Regions from separate parts of the Mus musculus genome. Here region 1 is linked to region 2. The links are chromatin contacts, called in public promoter capture Hi-C maps. All regions are on one chromosome and are shown on one strand. Each heading gives the region's core, a stretch centred on a gene start, on an enhancer-like site or on the middle of the called end of the contact. The rest is flanking DNA. Distances are from core to core; before and after follow the strand shown. Region 1 holds the start of Rsrp1 (arginine/serine rich protein 1). Region 2 holds the start of Rpa2 (replication protein A2).

Evidence for each region. Promoter capture Hi-C pulls out the DNA fragments that hold promoters and counts their contacts.
Region 1: a promoter capture Hi-C map of pre-B cells shows a contact between it and region 2, with 5 times the contacts expected there. The contact joins the promoter of Rsrp1 here to the promoter of Rpa2 in region 2. A contact is called at or near these places in 2 of 39 promoter capture datasets (cranial neural crest and pre-B cells).

What each region holds. Positions count from the first base shown.
Region 1 is chr4:134,922,229-134,925,698 of GRCm38.p6, reverse strand. Rsrp1 (arginine/serine rich protein 1) reads right to left here and starts at 2,074. Exons shown (of 5, transcript NM_023665.3): 1 at 1,932-2,074; 2 at 1,217-1,824; 3 at 267-406. The coding sequence starts at 1,772.
Region 2 is chr4:132,766,494-132,770,283 of GRCm38.p6, reverse strand. It overlaps Rpa2 (replication protein A2), which reads right to left and starts at 1,924. Exons shown (of 9, transcript NM_011284.3): 1 at 1,818-1,924; 2 at 1,498-1,604. The coding sequence starts at 1,827.

The DNA of each region.
Region 1 (3,470 bases), core at 825-3,324, 2.2 Mb before region 2:
CTACTGACAACACTCCAGTCTCTAGAGACTAGAGGGAGAGAAAGTATTACCAACAATGTACTGTTTTTACTGTAGTGTAAAGAGCAAACCAAGTGTCCAAGTGTCGACACGAAAGTAGTCCATCGTCTCCCAGTTTCCTGTGAGACAGGCTGATACTTGTCAGATTAAGGTTTTGTTCTGGACAAATGATATAAAGAACCCCAGGAGGGTTGTGTTCACTGGCAAAGGGTAATAAATGCTGGCAGCAGCTTCCTGAAGGCACTTACCTCCACCTTTGGCCCACTGCTGGAAACAGCTGTCCCCTGGCTTGCCTCCTTGGCTCGGAGACTTGCTGGCAAGTCGAAGTTGGCTGTTCCCAGAGCTTTTGCTGCGTTGGCTTTTGCTATTTCTAGTAGCTCCATTCGATCTAAGGGCATTAAGACATTCGTTATCCTCTACTAAGTACCTCTCCTAAAACAATGTTTTTCTCTTTATATGTAAAGCAATTCTAAAAAAAATCCCTTTATAGTGAGGAAAAAAACCCAACTTTCCTTAATTACCTCAACAAGTTAGTTTTGTTCTGACAAACAGCCCTATTTTGCCTTTTCTTTAAATGTTTATTTCTGTAAACTGAAGTGTTTGATAAACTTTATAGCACAGTTATCTAGACTACTAATCTTGATACAGAGTCTGCACACAAGCTCAAACTTACCTACTTTGTAACATCAAATTGCCATGTTACTTAACAGAAAGGCCAGTCAAAACCCATTTTTGAGTAAATCATGAAAAAAAAAAATGTGTTTTGACTTCACCCAGCTAGTAGGAAAGAGTGAGCCTCCTCTCTCTTGACCACCACAGCCATAAATGGACTTTAGTTCAGGTTACTGCACCGGTCACATCCGGCATGGACTTTACTCACAAGGTGAAAGGAAATACGTGAGAAACTATATTCTACCTAACTACTAACTAAACAAAAAACTCTCTCTCACTTCAAGAAATCTCAAAAGACTTCCAGCACCAAAACAAACGCAGGCCTAGATGTTAAGATGTCCTGGGCCTAATCTTACGAAATCCCAGCTAAACTGCTCAACCACATGACTCCCTGGCTGACTCACAGCGCGCTGAGGAAGTTAAACGCGGGGAGGAGCTGGGGAGGTGGCTCGGTGATAAGCGTCCAGAACTCAATCCCCAACACCACCCCCACCAAGGGCACAAACCTCAACCTGATAAAACGCACCTTTCTCACTCAGGCGAAATGGGGTTCTACTCCTGCTGCGCGACCTGGTTCTGGATCTTTCCCTCCACCTGGGGCGATCCTCGGGGTACACCGTCCGGCCGAAGCCGTAGTAGCGCCGCCCTCTAGTGATCGCGTAGTACGACCACCGGTGCTGCGACCTCCCGCGGGAGCGCGACCTGCTCCGGGAGCGGTAGGGCGACGGCGACTTGTAGTACCTCCGCGGCCGCTCGTAACGGCTGTCGCGGTGATAGCGGTGGCTGCGGGAGCGCGACCGGCTGCGTGAGTACGAGCGTGAGTAGCGCCTGTACTTGCGCTGGTGGCGCCTGCGGGACCGGGATCGGGACCGTCTGCTCCTCCGCGGCCGGCTGTGGCTGCGCGAGGACGAGCGGCTAGAGCTGCGGGAGTCGCGTCGGGAGCTGCGGGACGAAGAGCGGCTGCGGGAGCGCGACGACAGGCGGCTGGAGCGGCCCGAGCCCGAGGTGGACGGCGAGGCTTTCTCCTGCGGAGAGCCGGGCCACATGTCGTTCACGTATTTAGACATGGCGGCCGAGGACATGGCTCCCTTCTGAAAACGGAGATCGGTCCGCAAACGCAACGGCGTCTAGGAACTACAGAGAAAGTCAAGAGTCTATCATCCAGGTGGGGCGCGCAGTGCCCAGTGCGCGTGCGCGACACCCCAGGGCGAACCGGTCCCTGACCAAGCGGCCCCACTCACCTTAAACGGATGAAGAGCTCGCGAGGGCGAGAGAGGCCAAGCGGGCACCTTTCTCTGCGACCAGGAACCGAAGCGGGCGAGGTTCCCGATTCCAGCGACCGGAGAGCACAGGAACCTCCACTGCCAAAGTCCAGACTGGGACTGAGCTTAGTGGCGACGTCAGCATCGAAAATACTGGAAGCTGGCGCCGAGCATGCGCACAGACATCCGTGCGAAAGGGCGGGTCCCACTCTCGTCCAATCGCCAAGCGATGTTGGCTGCGCCTTGGAGACACGCATGCGCGTCAGTTGTCACTCCACCAACGGCCGCGCCTCCTCCCCATCCCCCACTCCCGCCCGCCTTCTACATCCGGGTATTTTGAGGATTTGTTTACTTCAGGGTTTTTTGTTTGTTTGTTTGTGGGGTCCTTGGCTGCTTTTGGATCTTGAGTTTTTTTTTGAGACAGGAGCTAGCTGTGTACCCCTGTCACGCCTCGAACTCGCGGCAATCCCCATGTCTCTGCTTCTCAGCTAGGGGGTCTGCGCCACCACGCCCAACTTTGTTTTTCTTTGTTTGGTTTGGTTTGGTTTAGTTTGGCTTCCTTTCCTGCTTTCGATTTTGAAATTCGGGAAAAGGAGAGGGTAGCAAAGAATTTAGCCGGCTCAAAAGCTGGATCAAGGACACAGAGGACAAGTCGGTTCCCGTGCCTCGGTCGTCCCCGGGTCATGTGTCGTCCCCTCCCTCCCCCAGCCGCTGCCCAGCTTCCCTTCTTGGCTCCTCCTATGGTGGAGATTGGGAGGGGTATCCCTGGACCCCGAAGATATAGTTTTAATTTAGAAAGGCTGCTTTAACGGCCTTGTTTGAGCTAATTAAGGTAATTTGAGGTCGAGACAGGAATTCCAACGACCACAGTTGACCTTTGAGGAGCAACAGTGATCCTTGATTGTGTGTGTGTGTGTGTGTGTGTGTGTGTGTGTGTGTGTGAGAGAGAGAGAGAGAGAGTAATTTGTGTGTACAGGATGCCACCGAAGACAGAGCCATTGTGGGCCACCAAGTATGGGGGTGTTGGGAACCCAGACTTTGTGCTAGGCAATGCAGCAAGTGCTCTTAATAGTAAGCCATTTCCTGAGCCCGATAGGTCTGTTCTAAGACAAGTGTGATTAGGACAGGACATTTAATCTTATTTCCAGGGCAAATTCCAAACACTCAATGTCATGAGGCATATCTGACCTTGAAAACTGTGGGTAAGTGAACAGCACTGAACGAAATAGCTATTTCAATATTGGGAGATGGTGTTCTTAGAAATTAGGCAGGGTTTTACAGAAGCTCTGGATTTTAGAGGGAGATGACAGAAATAAGGACTCTTTGTTCGTGCCTCCTTCCTCCTCCTTCCCCAATATACAGCGAAAGTGAAGAAATAAAAACCTTACTGTGGCCACCAGGATGGCTCAGCAATAAAGAATGCTTGTGGGACTGGTGAGATAGCTCAGTGGTTGAGAGCGCCGACTGTTCTTCCAAAGGTCCCAAGTTCAAGTCCCAGCGACCACATGGTGGCTCACA
Region 2 (3,790 bases), core at 675-3,174:
GCTAGACCTCCAGGTGAATATATGTTTGTATCCTATTGTGGGTTCACAAAGAAAAGGTCAGACTAGAGTCAGGACAACATAGGATAGCCTGTCTTTAGAACGCATCCCAGGTGGGGGCTGGTGAGATGGCTCAGTGGGTAAGAGCACCCGACTGCTCTTCCGAAGGTCCGGAGTTCAAATCCCAGCAACCACATGGTGGCTCACAACCATCTGTAACAAGATCTGATGCCCTCTTCTGGAGTGTCTGAAGACAGCTGCAGTGAACTTACATATAATAAATAAATAAATCTTAAAAAAAAAAAAAAAAAAAAAAAAAAAAGAACGCATCCCAGGGCTAGGCAGTGGTGGCAAATGGTTTTAATCTCAGCACCCAGGAGGCAGAGGCAGGTGGACTTCTTGAGTTCAAGGCCAGCCTGGTCTATAGAGTGAGTTCCAGGACAGCCAAGGATACACACACACACACACACACACACACACACACACACACAGACACCCAAAACAAAACAACAACAAGAAAACAACTGTCTCAGAGAGGTAGGGGTAGAAAGAGCACATCCCAGACATAGCAAGAGCAGTGTTCAGGACACCACGGAGACAACAGGGCCTTGTGAAAAGGCTTGAGAAATGACAAGCAGAAAAAGGACTACGAAGATGCTCTAGGTTTCTTGATAAAATGGAAGAAGTTAGAAGTATAGCTTCTTTTAGGAGATATTCTGGCAACCAGATGGCAGTCTCTGCAGAAAACCTGGTGAGTTTCGTCAAGCTGCTCATCTTTGGGCATCTTAACAGGAGAGTCAGATGGAGTGGGCAGAGGAGCATCTAGCAAAGACACTTGCCTCTCAAGCCACCTACGAGCAATGTAGTTTGTTTGTTTTTTAAGAAAGGATCTTTTTGGGCTGGAGAGATGGCTCAGCGGTTAAGAGCACTGACTGCTCTTCCAGAGGTCCTGAGTTCAATTCCCAGCAACCATACGGTGGCTCACAACCATCTGTAGTGGTATCTGATGCCCTCTTCTGGTGTGTCTGAAGACAACTACAGTGTACAGGCAGGTGGATCTCTGAGTTCCAGGCCAGCCAGAGCTACAAACACCTCCAAAACACTTGGTCATACAATGAATATGTACGAGGCAGAAAAAGCCCAGCAGATTAAGGCTTAGCGTGTCCTTCCTGTCAGTTACCAACAGGAAACAACCCCAAACCTGTTCTGAACACAGTGGACTCTTGTTCTTCAGGGATTTTTGTGCCCTGGGGACAGCGATATTAAACTCTACTAAAGCATACTTTCGAGTGGTAGGGCCAGGAAAATGGAGGCCGGGCGAACCACTGCAGGCTTGCCAAACAATAAAATAATAAAAACCCTGTTCCCCACTTGACCATACAAAAGACAAGGTAGGTAACGGACAGCTTCTGACACCTTGGGGTGTGCCACCCTCCCGCACGAAAACACGTTCCCTCCTGGCCAGGACACAAATGAGAACGGAGCCGTCAGTCTACGTACCGATTTCTTCTCCGCCTGCGACGGTGTGGGCGACCCGAAGCCACCGGGGGACTGCGTGTAGCCGCCTGCTCCGCCATAGGTGGAGCTGCTGAAGCTTTCGAATCCGCCTGCGGGGAACGACCGTCGTCAGAGTCTGCGCTGCGCTCCCCATCTCTATACCTGGCGACCGCTGTCCCCACCGCCCCAGCCGCGACAATCCCCCTGCCACCCCGCGAACGCCGCCGAGCCCGCCTCGGGCCTCTCGCTCCGTCCCGGCCTTCCTGCGCCAGACTCGCCCACTCCCAACACCCTCGCGTGACTCTCCCCACGCCCGCCATTACTATTCCACATCCTGGTCGCAGTTCTCCGGAGAGAGCGGCCCAAGACGCTCGGACACGAAAACTAAGAACACTTGGGAACTCTGTGCCGCTCTGGCGTGGCAGCCTTCTGGCTACTTTGCACTGGCGCCACAAACTCCTTCCCGCGAAGGGACAGCCAATCAGCGCCCTGGACACATTTACCTTCAGCCAATCAGAACTCATGAGTCCCCTCCTTTTTTTTTCGGTATCAAGGCCAAGCTTAGGAAAAACACCCGGCCCCAAGAAGGAATGGAAGCATGCGCGGCCATCTTTACTGAGGGCAAATTTCCGATAGGACAGTATTCAAGAAAACAACCAATCAAAACGATACTTCCGGGGCCATCCTCAAGCATTCTTCACACACACCCCATCTCCGTCGCATGCAACCCTACATCACTTCCGCCGCTCGCTAGCCCCCTTTTCCCGCCAAACTGCTAGTTTTCTGCTCTTCCAGAACTCCCGAGTTCAATTCCCAGCAACCACATGGTGGATCACAACCATCTATAATGGGATCTGCTGTCCTCTTCTGGTGTGTCTGAAGATAGTGATATTGTATTCATAAATAAATACCTGCGTGATGGTGGAAGGAGAGGCTCAACTGTTAATCCCACTGAAGATGAGTAGAAATGATTAAACAATTTTTGGTCAAATTAAGCAAGCTTAATTTTGTCAGAGATGGCTATCTCGCTAAACTGGGGTTTTGAGAAAACAGCATCGCCGGGCAGTGGTGGCACAGACCTTTAATCCCAGCATTTAGGAGGCAGAGGCAGGAGGATTTCTGAGTTCGAGGCCAGCCTGGTCTACAGAGTGAGTTCCAGGACAGCCAAGGCTACACAGAGAAACCCTGTCTCGAAAAAACAAAACAAATACAAAATGAGAAAACAGCATCGAACACAAGAGGTGAGGTTTATATAACCCCCAAAACTGCAAGAATATGGACATTTTCAAGGGTTATGTAGGCACTTGGTCGAACATTTCAGCATTATTTGGCAGAACGTCTATCAGACTGAAATCAGGGTATAGGGTGTGGAACCTGTCGAAATTCAGAAAGTTGGTCAAGACCTGGTCAAATTAAGTTTTATAGAAAAGAGGAATGGACTTATTTTGGTAGTATGATAAGATGGCTTCAGAACTTAAGGTGGAGTCAGGCTGCTCCATCACAACTCCTACAAGTTGTCCTCTACACACACACACACAAGCACACACTCCAGCACACATGTTCATACGCACACACAGGCTTGTATCCAGGGCATAGATAACATGTTCATGTTTTCAAAGAAAGAAACCCTACCTGGGGGAGGGGTTGGCACACGCCTTTAACCCCAACACTTGGGAGGTGGAGGCAGGTGGATCTCTGTGAATTTGAGGCCAGCTTGGTCTACAGTGTGAGTTCTAGGACAGTCAAGGCTGCACAGGGAAACCCTGTCTTGAAGAAAAAAAAAAGAAAACAAACAAAAGAAACCTCATGGCCATACATGGCCACAGTTAAAAAGATCCAAAGATGTCCTGCTGTCTTGCCCCCAGTTTTGTCTCCCTCTCAGTCTCCCGTGATTTCAACCAGTCATTATATGAGTCATACACCTTCGTCTAAAAGCTGATCGAGCACTAGAGCATGTGTTTAGTTTTCTAGAAAGTATGTGGGTACGTGCACATGAGTTTAGGTGCCTCCAAAGCCAGAGGAGGTCTTGGGGGGTCCCTAAATGTGTTATAGGCAGCTGTCCCTTGGCCGTGTCCGTGTCCATTCTGTAATGCTAACTCAGGTGATCAGCAAGAGCAACATGCCCTCTTAACCCCTGAGCCATCCCCGCAGTCCTGTGTGCTCAGTTGTTTAATGGTCATTGGGTAGAGCACATGAGGGGCAAGCCTGCCGACCTGAGCTCTAAACCCTGAACACACAAAAGGCCAAACGCAATGGCACATCTGCAATCCCAGCACTCCTGTGGCAAGGAGGACGC